2 separate regions of the Gossypium hirsutum genome follow, and region 1 is linked to region 2. Evidence: chromatin contacts called from public Hi-C data. All regions are on one chromosome and are shown on one strand. Each heading gives the region's core, a stretch centred on a gene start, on an enhancer-like site or on the middle of the called end of the contact. The rest is flanking DNA. Distances are from core to core; before and after follow the strand shown.

Region 1 (5,551 bases), core at 168-2,667, 300 kb before region 2:
ATCAATTAACCCTGGATATGATTACAGATCATTAAAAGACCAATTCCATAACATTTCAAAGAATTAAAAGAGAAGATAGCTCAGTTGAATTAGAACCTGGAACAAATGTGTTTTGTGGGCTTCCATTGATGAAGGGAACATCCTCAAAAACACAAGCGATAGCGTATAAAGTGGAAGGAGAAATCTCTGACTCATTCTTCTCAAAAGAAGCCAAAAGGTTCTCCATGGTGTCGTTTAGCCCCACAACGACATTGCTGTACCTCTCAGTGTTTGCAGTCCAAAGTACAACCACCTTGTCCACCTTGTTTTTCTCCTTGAACTCCCTAATCCAAACACAAATAAAAAGGTCAGCCACAGTCGTAGTGCCAAAATAAACTCTTTTCAGCTTTAACAAAATTCTCCGGAGGTTAGAACTAATTATAATACCTAATATCTTTAATGATTTGCTGAACTTGTTCTTTCTTGGTACCCTTGATGACGTTATTGGCACGTTCACCTTGGTTGGCAGCAATGAAATCTGGGTCGTAGATTCCAGGGAGTGGGACCATGGATTCCATGTAGGGCCTTAGCTGTTTTTGAAGATCAATGTCAAAGACCTTGGCTCTAGCCATTGCATCAGCAAGGTTCATGTCACTTATGTCCCATCCTCCAAATACAATATCCTCTGGGTTCACCTGTTTTTATATATTGTTACTTGTCTTTAGCATTCCGACGAATAACAAGTTAAGAAACTATCATAAAAATGAAAATTTCAGTTTAATACCATAGGAAGAAGGCTCTTAAAGGGAGCATAAATCTCCTCGCCATTGTAAGACCCAACTCGGATAGTTGATGCTTGAGTAAGTGAACCAAAGTAATTAGCTTGTTGCACCTTGTCCTTAGTGGCCCAGGACACTCCCCTGAGAATATCCATTACCCATATCCTCAAAATCAACAATCAAAACTAAACAGAAAAAATATAAATATAAATAAATAAAATAAAATAAAACTCACCATCGGTTAGCTATAACACCACCAGTCAGGGTTGAGCCATTGTTTCCTCCCCATCCAACAAGCATTACCCTAGAACATAAAATAAATTTAATGCAAAGTTTTAACACAAACCCAGAAAAGGAAACCCAGAAGAAATGAGGAGTAGTTTTAGATTCTAACCCCAGTTTAGGGACATGGATATCAGTTCTGAATTCATATTTAACAGTCTTGGGCTTGACAACCCATTGATAGGTTCCATCCCTGTTCTCATGAACAAGCTCAGTAGTCTCATAGTTGTACACCGACTGGATTGCATTGTCTGTGTACTTGACATTTGGACTCTCAACCTTAAAGCTCTCAATGAACATTTTTGCCGATATTCTGTTCTTGAAACACTGCTTTGTTTTTTGGGTTTGTTTTAAAGCTTTGGTGCTCCAATGTTAGGGACCGGGCAAGTGTATATATAGAGGAGATATCTACACGTGGAGCAGCGTGAATGCTTGATGCCCGCACGTAAAATTTTACAATTGGTGGTTTGGTTTTAGGAGAATCTACGCCATGCAAGTTTCGTAACTGGACCATTGAATGGAGCCACAGGCACGGAAAGGCACGTGTGAGGAGGAGGTTTCGTTTGTGACACGTTTGGTTGTGATTAACACGTGGCGTGATCAAGTGCAGGAAAAGGGTTTTCGGTAGCTGTGGCGTCCATGCCCTTTGAATGTAGTCGACGGAAAATGCATGACTCTACTCATCGCACCGGTCGGGTGACACCGTGACATCCAATGAAGTACTAAGCGGGCAATTGTCACTAACTGTAACTGCACCGGTGTACTAAGCGGGCAATTGTCCCTAACTGTAACTGCACCGATGTAGTGGGGTGCATAAGGTATCTATGGGTTGGACTGGGTGGAGGTTTAGTTTGAAGATGTTCTTGATTTGAATTTATGTTTGGGTTGGTTTGTCCGCTCAAAACATCCATTTTAATATTTAAAAATAATAAAATATTAAAATTATATTCTTAATTGACATAAAATTAATTAATTTTAAACTTTTTAAATATTTTTTATTATTTAAATTAAACTCGAAATGAATTGAGTCGTAATACTAAAATTTTTATTCAAGCTCGGTTCAATTATCGAGTTGAATAAAATACCTGACTTTTGAACAGGTATAATATAAATGCATTTTGCAGTGCAATTACCTCGGATGAAATTTGAAATTGTAAAATTTATGAAAACTTAAATTGTAAAATCTAGTGAGTTTAGTGTTAGGTTTGTTAAATTCAATCTGGGGCTCTTAAAAAAGAAGAAAGTCATGACAGAGGGATTTTCAAGTACTGTAAGAACTTGAAAATTCAATGTAAAATTTTTTAGCTAATTGTATCATATATCCTTAAACTATAATCTTCATTTTAATTCTAGTTATATCCCTAAATTATTAATATATATTAATAAGCTTCTTTCATTACTAAAATTATTAATTTAATTGTTAAATGATATGTTAAATCTTATGTGACATAGTTTAAAATGAAACTTTTAAAGAAAAATGAATGTTGTAAAAATGAAATTGTAAAAATATTAGTTTTGAGGTTTTCAAACCTTTTACAATAACTTTTATTGCTGACTCTCTCTTTTTCAGTTCTATTTTATTTTTAGTTTTACTTTTAAAATTTATTTGGTAACAGTTTACTTTTCTTTAAAAATTTTATTTTAAATCATACCATACAAATTTTGACATGCCATTTAACAGTTAAATTATTAGTTTTAATAATTGAAGAACTTAATTGATATAGTATTAATAGTTTGAGTATGCAATTATAATGTTTTCAAAAACTTAGGGACCAATTTAGAATGAGAGTTATAGTTTAGGGATATTTGGTGTAATTAACTCAAAAGTTTTAATATCCAAAGCAAAATTTCTAAAAGTAAAGACTTAAAGAAAATAATCCAAGATGGAAGAATGTATTGATGAAACCGAAAATAGAATATGGATGATGAATGGTGGGTAGATGGATAGATAGCTTAGCTTCCTTTGATGAACAAGGACCAACAATAAATCATAGGGAGTTTTAACCAACCCTCTCAATTGGCTTAAATTAGGGAAGCTAAAGCTATGATGAACTCCCTCAATAATAATCCTTAAATAATTGAAGCAAAAGTTTATAAAAAAAAAAATCACAATAAGCTAGTCCTAAAAGGGGAAAAAACCTCTATTAAAGCAATTTTATTAATCAAAATAACCGAACATACAATATATATGGTGGCTATAGAAACCATAATGTCAAATATATATGTATGGTGTTAAACTAATTAGAAAACAAGGAAATATCCCTTCCTTTGTCTTCAAGCAATTGACCCAATATAATACTCTTTAAGCTAAATTAATCTAAAATACTTGAACAGGTAAATAAATTCCTAAATATAATAATTATAAATAAAATTTTAAGCTTATATATAATAAAAATGAAGCCTTAAAATTGAAACTAATATGATATCAAAGCTTATACATAGTCTAAGAATCATCATTCTCGCTTAAATCACATACAAAAAATCATGTCCATACAATCTTCACAAAAATGACTATAACTTGAGCTTTCGAACACAAAATAAGGTGACTCAAAGTGCTTTTTGAAGCTCAAATACACATTTGACATCTCAACCTAGAATTGGTAGGATCCTATCAAAAAATGCACCACAAGTCAATTGACATGAAAAATGGTCGCTTTGGTAAACTGAATTAATGAGTTTCAACCCATTTATGGATGTAACAACCCTTAGTCATTCTGTTGATCGATATGGATTACAATGTTACCTCGACATAACCACTACGATTGTAGCTTAAAATTCAAGATAATACAATTTGAAAATCACTCATTAAAGTCTTTAGATCAAGTTTGATATGAATGAGAGGCTTTGGAAACATTTCAAAATCATTTTGAAACTAGGTGATTGGACTTATTCAGAACATAAAACAAGCTTTTAGAAGCTTAAAACACTCAAAATAATAAGTTGCGTTAAAGTCAAGGGCCATTGTAACAGCCAGATTTTGGGATTAGTCAGAATAGTGGTTTCGAGACCACAAATCAAACGTAATAAAATTTATTTTTATTATATTTTTATAGTATACAATTTCATGGAAAAATTTTATGAAAATATAGTTTGAAAATTTCGACGTTTGGGCACTCAATTTAGTCAAAAGGACTAAATTGTAAAAAGTGCAAAACTTGAGTTCTAGAAGTAGAGGTGCCAAATTGTTATGAAATTTTAAATTGGAGGTCCTTAAATGGTAATTAAACCATTGGTTAATTTTTTGGACAAAAATGGACATGAAATGGGTGAAATAGAATATTTTTAAGTTAGAGGCATTTTAGTCAATTGGTAATTAAAAGAAAAAAAAAGGGAAAATAAGCCAAAATTTCTTGTCATCTTCAACCCTTGGCCAAAAATTTCATGGAAACCATGGCTAGGGTTTTGTTCAAGCTTTCCAAGCTCTATAGTAAGTCTGTTCTTGCCCCGTTTTTAATGGTTTTTATGTTTTTGAAATCCTTGCGTCATGATCTACCTATTTCTACCACTTATTTGAGATATGATGAAAGTCTAGGGTTTGAACCATGTTACAAATTTGTGTACTTTCATGATTAATGGTAGATTATGCATGTTTATGGTTAGAGAAACAACTTTTACTAAGTGATTTTCGGGTAAAACGTCAACAAGGACTAAATTGTAAAAGTTATAAAATAAGTAGTAAAAGTGTGTTTTAATGAAAAATGTGGGTTGCTATAGTTTTAAAAAGGGTTCGGCTAGGCTTAAGTACAGAGAAATTAAATGAAAATCATTTTACGAGCCTAGGGGAAAAAGTGTAAATATGACAAAGTTTAAGGGCAAAAACATAATTTTGCCATAGTATGATTTTTGGGTCACAATGAATAATGTGACTAATAATTAAGCTAAATGCGATGTTATAGATCAAAGAAAACGAGGTTCGGACCTAGAATAGGGGAAAAATGAGTAATTGACGGTTAGGTCCCTCTTAGCCATTTTTGGTGTCGAGGTAAGTTCGTATGTAAAGAATGTTATGTTATGTTTGTATTTTAAATATTCTAAATGCTTTGATAATGTATGAAATAAATGATTGATTCTATGGTTGTATTTGACGAAGTTTGGAGAAGTGAGAAAAATCCCGTTTGAACCTTAGGAATAATTTAGGATACAACGTGACATGTCACTAGGAACTATGTGTTTATGAGCTCACGAGATTATGTGATGTATATAATGTGATCCAGGTGCTAGTCTTGTACGTCCTACCGGTGGCTGGGTAGCTCGGCATGTGTTGCGGGTACTTGTCAGCTTGTGTGAGCAGCCAATGTAGTTACGTCTTGACTGTCAGCTTGTATGAGCAAGCCCGTGATTAGCTCAAGAGTGAGCAATGTGTGATATGTGATATGAGGTAGCATGTGGCTACGTATGAAGCACTATGTGCAAGCTCTCCGTGTATCCGATAGTATTCCAAGTGTTCAACAGGTAAATCAGTGAGTTATTTGACAAGTAAGTCAATGATGAGGAAATATGAGAATGTACTA
Region 2 (5,954 bases), core at 1,856-4,355:
TAGCATATTTCTAAATTGTCTCACATAAGTCCCTACTAATAAATTCCACAGACCAAATTAAAGTATGGAACTATCACACAAGCATTTACGCACATCATAAACACAGAATATAATCTTTAATTATTTATAAGACTCGGTTTTGTGGTCCCGAAACCACTTCCCGACTAGGGTCAATTTTGGGCTGTCACATCCAATGAGCACACGATTGTGTCACTTGCCCGTGTGTGACACACAGCTGCGTGTTAGCCTGTGTGGTACAAAAATAATCTATTTGATGCTTGTTTCAAAACCAACTCTTAAAAGTGACCTCAAAAATGCATTTTTTGCCATTAAGAACCTGTCTAAAACATGTCAATACCATGCCAAAGTACACCATACAACATTTCCCTAAACATCTAATCAATATGCCACAAAAGCTTTAAGAATACATCAATGATAACTTTTCGAACCTTTAATAGCTTCGTAAAATAGTTCTCAGGCTAGCTAAATCAAGCTCTCGGGATTTCATAAATATAAAATTTACAAGAAAATAACTAAATCAAGATTATCAATCAAGGACTTGAAGTTTAAAACCCTAAGATTGATTCTCCCCCTTGCAAAAATGGTGTTTTAGTCAACGGAGAAGATAAGAAAGTGTTTCTCCTTTGCATGTTTTGTTATATTTTATTACTTTAATTATTAAATTATAACATAATTTTATAAGTTTAATAAGCTACCAACTGTCCACTCACAATCCAAAAATGATCTAATTGATATTTAGACCTTAATTTAATTACTAAATAAGCTCTTAAGCTAATAAAAGTCTATAGCGATTGACTTTTACCACTTTTACAATCTAGTCATTCTACCTTACTAATTATTCAATAAAATTATCAGAGCAAAACTCAATGTATTACTATAATAGACTCATAAATATTAAGTAATAATATTTACTGACTCGATAATTGGAAAACGAGATTTCGAAACTATCATTTCTAATACCACTGAAAAATGGGTTATTACATAGAGAAAAACCTATTTGAAAATAGAATAGAAAAAGCACACTATCAATGTATCAAATACTAACCCAATAAAAAACCACCCTCATATATTTTTTAAATTTATTAAAGTAAAAAACAAAATAAATAGATACATGCATAAATAAATTATAATATTTATTACTGTTTTTAAAATACAAAAAAAAAGTAATTTTATAAAAAAAGAGAGTTTTAAATATTACTATTCAAAAGAGAACACTTAATTTACTTTTTAATAAATAGCAAGACAATAAAAATACCTTCCTTTGGAATTGGGAACATATATATAAATAATGTTAATCATTCAGTACAAAATAAGTGCAAATGTACAAAAACCATTGCATTAGACGTATAGGAAACAACGAATACTCCTAAATTGATTAAAAAAAAGGAATTAATTAATTTATTATTGAGATATATTTGTAAGTATAGTTAAATTTATATTTGAATATAAACATACCCTTGGAAAGTAAATATTAAAAATAATGAAAATGTGAATGTCCATTTGATATGTAAATGTGTTTATAATTTAAAAAAGTTTAATGCAATGGCAGATGAAAATCAGATTAACTTATTCAGAAACATATGATATGAAATAAAATAAATAAGGAAATTATAAAAATTTAAAAGTAGAAGGATTAGAGAATAGCTGAATACCTTGAAAGACTAACAGAAATAAATATAGACAGTGGCGGAGCTTGAAATTTGTTTTGGGTCGGAATTAAATTGTATATTTTTATGATAATAGAAATGTAATTTTATTATTTTAATAATTTATAATTTTATAATTTTTAAAAGATTAAATTAAATTTTTATTATTTTAGTTAATAAAATAAAATTTTACTATTACTAATTTAAAATTTTATAAATTATAAAGTATCTAAATAAAACATTATCATTTTAGAAGGTCATGACCTCCTAGATCTCCATTACGTTCCGCTACTGAATATAAATTAAACGCAACAAGAAATAAAAAGATAAATACTGGAATAAAATACAAATTAAGGAAAAAATGAGATATAACTAGTGTGATGGAAATACAGATATGTAAAGGATAAAATGAAAGAGTTTTCATTAACTTTATACAATAAAAGTGTGGTGGACAACAAAGCTGAAGAATATCAATTATAAAATGGATCGTGAGATGTGTAGAATTTTAATAGAGTAAGGGAAGAAGCAATCAATTGATTGCGTGTATGAAATTGGGGTGAAATTTTTCAATAAAGTTAATTAATGTGTGGGAGAAAAAGTAATATATATCTTATAAGGGTTTCCTGAAAAAGATACCACTTAGAAAAGTTGATTGTACTAAAATTATAATTTCTGATGACTACCAGTATTAATGGAAATTTTAAGAAAATATATTGGAAACGTTTTTTTTTAAGCTATGATTAATAGTAATTAAAAATTGGTTTTGTGTCACTTGCCAAGCAAATAATTACTTTAAAATTTAAATTTTCTAAAAATGCAACATAATCTTACTATAGTCTATATATGTATATATATTAGATGTTATTACAAGTTAATTGGACATTATTTTATGATTGATAATAATATAATAATAAACAAATATAATGTATTTAGTATTTGAATAAATTATACAAATAGTTATCTAATTATAACTTTTTTAATCACTTAAGTAAAAAAAATTGTAATTTAAGCATCTACGTTGCATGATAGGAAGAAGAGGTGGAATGATTTTTATTATATTTAATATTAATATAAAATTTAAATTTAGTATTATATATTTTTAAAAATATTTATGTATTTTTATATGTTTCTTTGAAGTTTTTAGAATTAGAATCAAAATGAGAATATTTATAAATTTTAAAGGTTATTTTTTTTAAGTTATGACTAAATTACCAATATATAAAAAAATTAAAAGTTATATTTGTTATTATACTAATTTTTTAACTGCCATATTAACTTTTCGTTAAAATAAGTGACTAAAATATTTAAAAAATATAACATTAATATTTAAATTGTAAATTTTTTATTTTAGGTGCCCTAAAATGAATTTTTTTTTATAATTGACTGTATATATAGTTTGCGTGGTTCAGATTTCGTTTTATACCCAAACAAGTTTCTCAATTTATTATTAATTAATTTCAGTTTAAATCGTTTGAAAGGGGGTAGGTAAGGTACAAGGTGATAAGCGAGGAGAGATGGAGTTGTTGGCCAACCAGCATACCCGGAATTGGGTCAATTCCCGACTTCACTTCCACTGTTTGCTCCCACTAGCATCCTTCCACCTACCCATCTCTCTCCTTTCTCCTTTCATCGCCATCGATTGATGTAAATTTCAAGCCTTCAAATTCCACCTTATTACTTTAAACCAACCATACCTCACTTTCCAACATTAAGGGAGATAAAATAATAAACTATTAAGCCCACTTGTTCTCCCACCAACCCCCATCCCCTTATTTTTCCTGGACTAATTTTGAGTTTGTTTTTATTTATTTCACTGAGGAACCTCCTCCTCTTGCCCAAAATTTGTTTTCTCTTCAATCTTCGGACAAATGGCAGTTTCTCTTCATAACTCAACAGGAATTTCCGGTGTTGGCTTCGACTCAAAATTTTTGGGATCACATTCTGCTTCCAAGGCCTCCGTTTCCGTGTCTTTCCATTCCTCTATTACTAATCTTTCCTTAAAGTAAGTTCCTTTTTCCGGCATCTTAATGTTTCTAGCTTTTTTTTTTAAATTCTAGGGGGAGCAATATTGGGTTGTGATTGCATTTAACATATAATCTGTCTATTCAGTTCATTGAAGAAAATCCAGAAATTTGATTCTGGATCATCAGTTGAATCACTGATGCATTTGCAGATTTTACTTGACACTGCCTCAATGTTAGCTTCTTTGCTTCTTTTGCAGATTTTAGTTTATCCTTAGCAATCTGCAGAGACACTAATTTGTTGGTCAAATCAATTTTCGTTTATTCTGTTTTGATATCATCCGCTGTATAAGAGAACATGGAATATTGAAATAAAGAAACATATGTTATTAAATATTTTCTACGAGATTGCTATGGAAGTGGTTTCATGAGTATTGTCTTTTTTTTTTTTAATGGAAGTGTAAAGAGAAACATCTTTATTCTTAGTTTATTCCATTCCTTAAGCTGATTCATTGAAGTTGCAGAACCATTTTAATTTAAGAAACTTCCCTTTGTGGCACTATCTATAAACTTGAAGATTAAACAAGGAAAGCATTTTGTGCTGGCATTTTTTTGTTTGTGTGAGAATTAAAGAAAAGTTGTCTCAAAAGTCTTAATTATTTCCCAAAGGGAGAAGGGAGCACTGGATATATTAGAGAATTTCATTGTCTGGTTGTATATACTTCTTGGCAGATCTGTTGAGACTTCTAAACAACAGTCATATAGAATAACTGCAATGTCAAAGACAGAGAGTAGCAGCGACCAAGTGAAACTTGATATCTCTTTGAGCCCTAGAGTTAACTCTGTGAAGCCTTCAAAGACAGTGGCTATAACTGATCATGCAACTGCTCTTGCACAAGCTGGTGTCCCTGTTATTCGATTGGCTGCTGGAGAGCCTGATTTTGATACACCAGCCATCATAGCTGAGGTGCAATAATGTTTCTAGTCCATCTTGGATCCTTGTTTTCTCTGTTTTAAGTTTTGACATCTTTTAGTTTAGATTTTCTTCTTCCACTAATTAGTGTTTTAATTTATTGTACTTCATTTTTTTTTTTGTTTCTGAAAGTAAGGCTGGGATAAATGCTATTCGTGAAGGTTACACAAGGTACACTCCCAATGCAGGTACTTTGGAACTTCGTACGGCAATTTGTCATAAGCTAAAAGGTAACTATATATGTTTTGCAAGTGATTTTTTGATGTAACAAGTGTAAATTTGATGTGCGTTTACCTTTGGATGAGGCATCGTTTCTCATTTTTTGATACTTTCTAGTACTTTTTACTTATTTCCTTTTAATTTATTTTAGAGGAGAATGGAATCTCTTATTCTTATGATCAAATTGTGGTCAGTAATGGTGCTAAACAGAGTATCCTTCAAGCAGTTCTTGCAGTTTGTTCTCCTGGGGATGAGGTACTGGTTTTTTTATTTGACAACCTTTACCATAAAACATTTTGGAATATGCTTTAAGAAATCCTCCTCACCCTCTTTTGACTTAGTTGTGAAATTACTACTGTAGATGTGTTTCCTTTTTTCACATTTTCACTCAATTCTGAGCCATATTTACTTATTTTGCTTTCTTTCTCTTACATCTTTGATCAAATCACAGTTCATAGAGCTGGGGACTTTCTAGTGATGGCATATTTACCTTTGTATTGAGTGCATATTCTTTGGAAGCTGGAATCCTTTCCATTGATTCATTGTTCTGAACAAAAATTAAATGTGGACATGAATGCTGTGTATGACTTTTGTCCTATTAGTTGAGCATTTTGAGTAAGACAACTGATATTAGTTATGTTTGGGAACATGAACAGGGATTGCACATTTGAATTTCATTTGTTAGGTAAATTGTACTAGTACTTTCAATATGTACGAAGGGGTTACATTCAAATACTATAGTTTCAGATTGCATATTGAAGGGGTTACATTCAAATACCATAGTTTCAGATTGCATATTGAAGTGTGTTTGAAAACTATATTCTCATCAAAGAATACCAAAGGTGCCTTCTACTTTGCATCTTATTTCGCTTTTGTATATTGAATGCATCCTTAATAATATGAAGAATTAACCAAAATGAAATACCCTTTGAAGTTCATGTTTCCAAACTTAACCATTGTTAAAATTACAGTATGCTTTTATTACAACGAAAGCTTATGTTTGATGATCTGTTAAATTGATTGATTACAGTATCAAATCTGAAATAAGAGATTATTGGTTTACCACTTTGTAGTGAAAATCATAGACCAAATTTCTTCATCGATTATGCTATCAAGGTTTCAGTTACACCATAC

The links. A called contact is a pair of places that touch in the nucleus more often than the background predicts.
Region 1: a contact with region 2 is called in a Hi-C map of leaf, with 3 times the contacts expected there. The contact joins the promoter of LOC107898405 here to the promoter of LOC107954697 in region 2. A contact is called at or near these places in 11 of 34 Hi-C or Micro-C datasets (hypocotyl, leaf, petal and 1 more).

What each region holds. Positions count from the first base shown.
Region 1 is chrA11:41,812,022-41,817,572 of Gossypium_hirsutum_v2.1, reverse strand. LOC107898405 (inositol-3-phosphate synthase) reads right to left here and starts at 1,417. Exons shown (of 10, transcript XM_016823894.2): 1 at 1,153-1,417; 2 at 994-1,062; 3 at 764-899; 4 at 427-674; 5 at 97-323; 6 at 1-11. The coding sequence starts at 1,340.
Region 2 is chrA11:41,510,942-41,516,895 of Gossypium_hirsutum_v2.1, reverse strand. It overlaps LOC107954697 (bifunctional aspartate aminotransferase and glutamate/aspartate-prephenate aminotransferase), which reads left to right and starts at 3,105. Exons shown (of 10, transcript XM_016890332.2): 1 at 3,105-3,669; 2 at 4,361-4,595; 3 at 4,738-4,831; 4 at 4,972-5,075. The coding sequence starts at 3,536.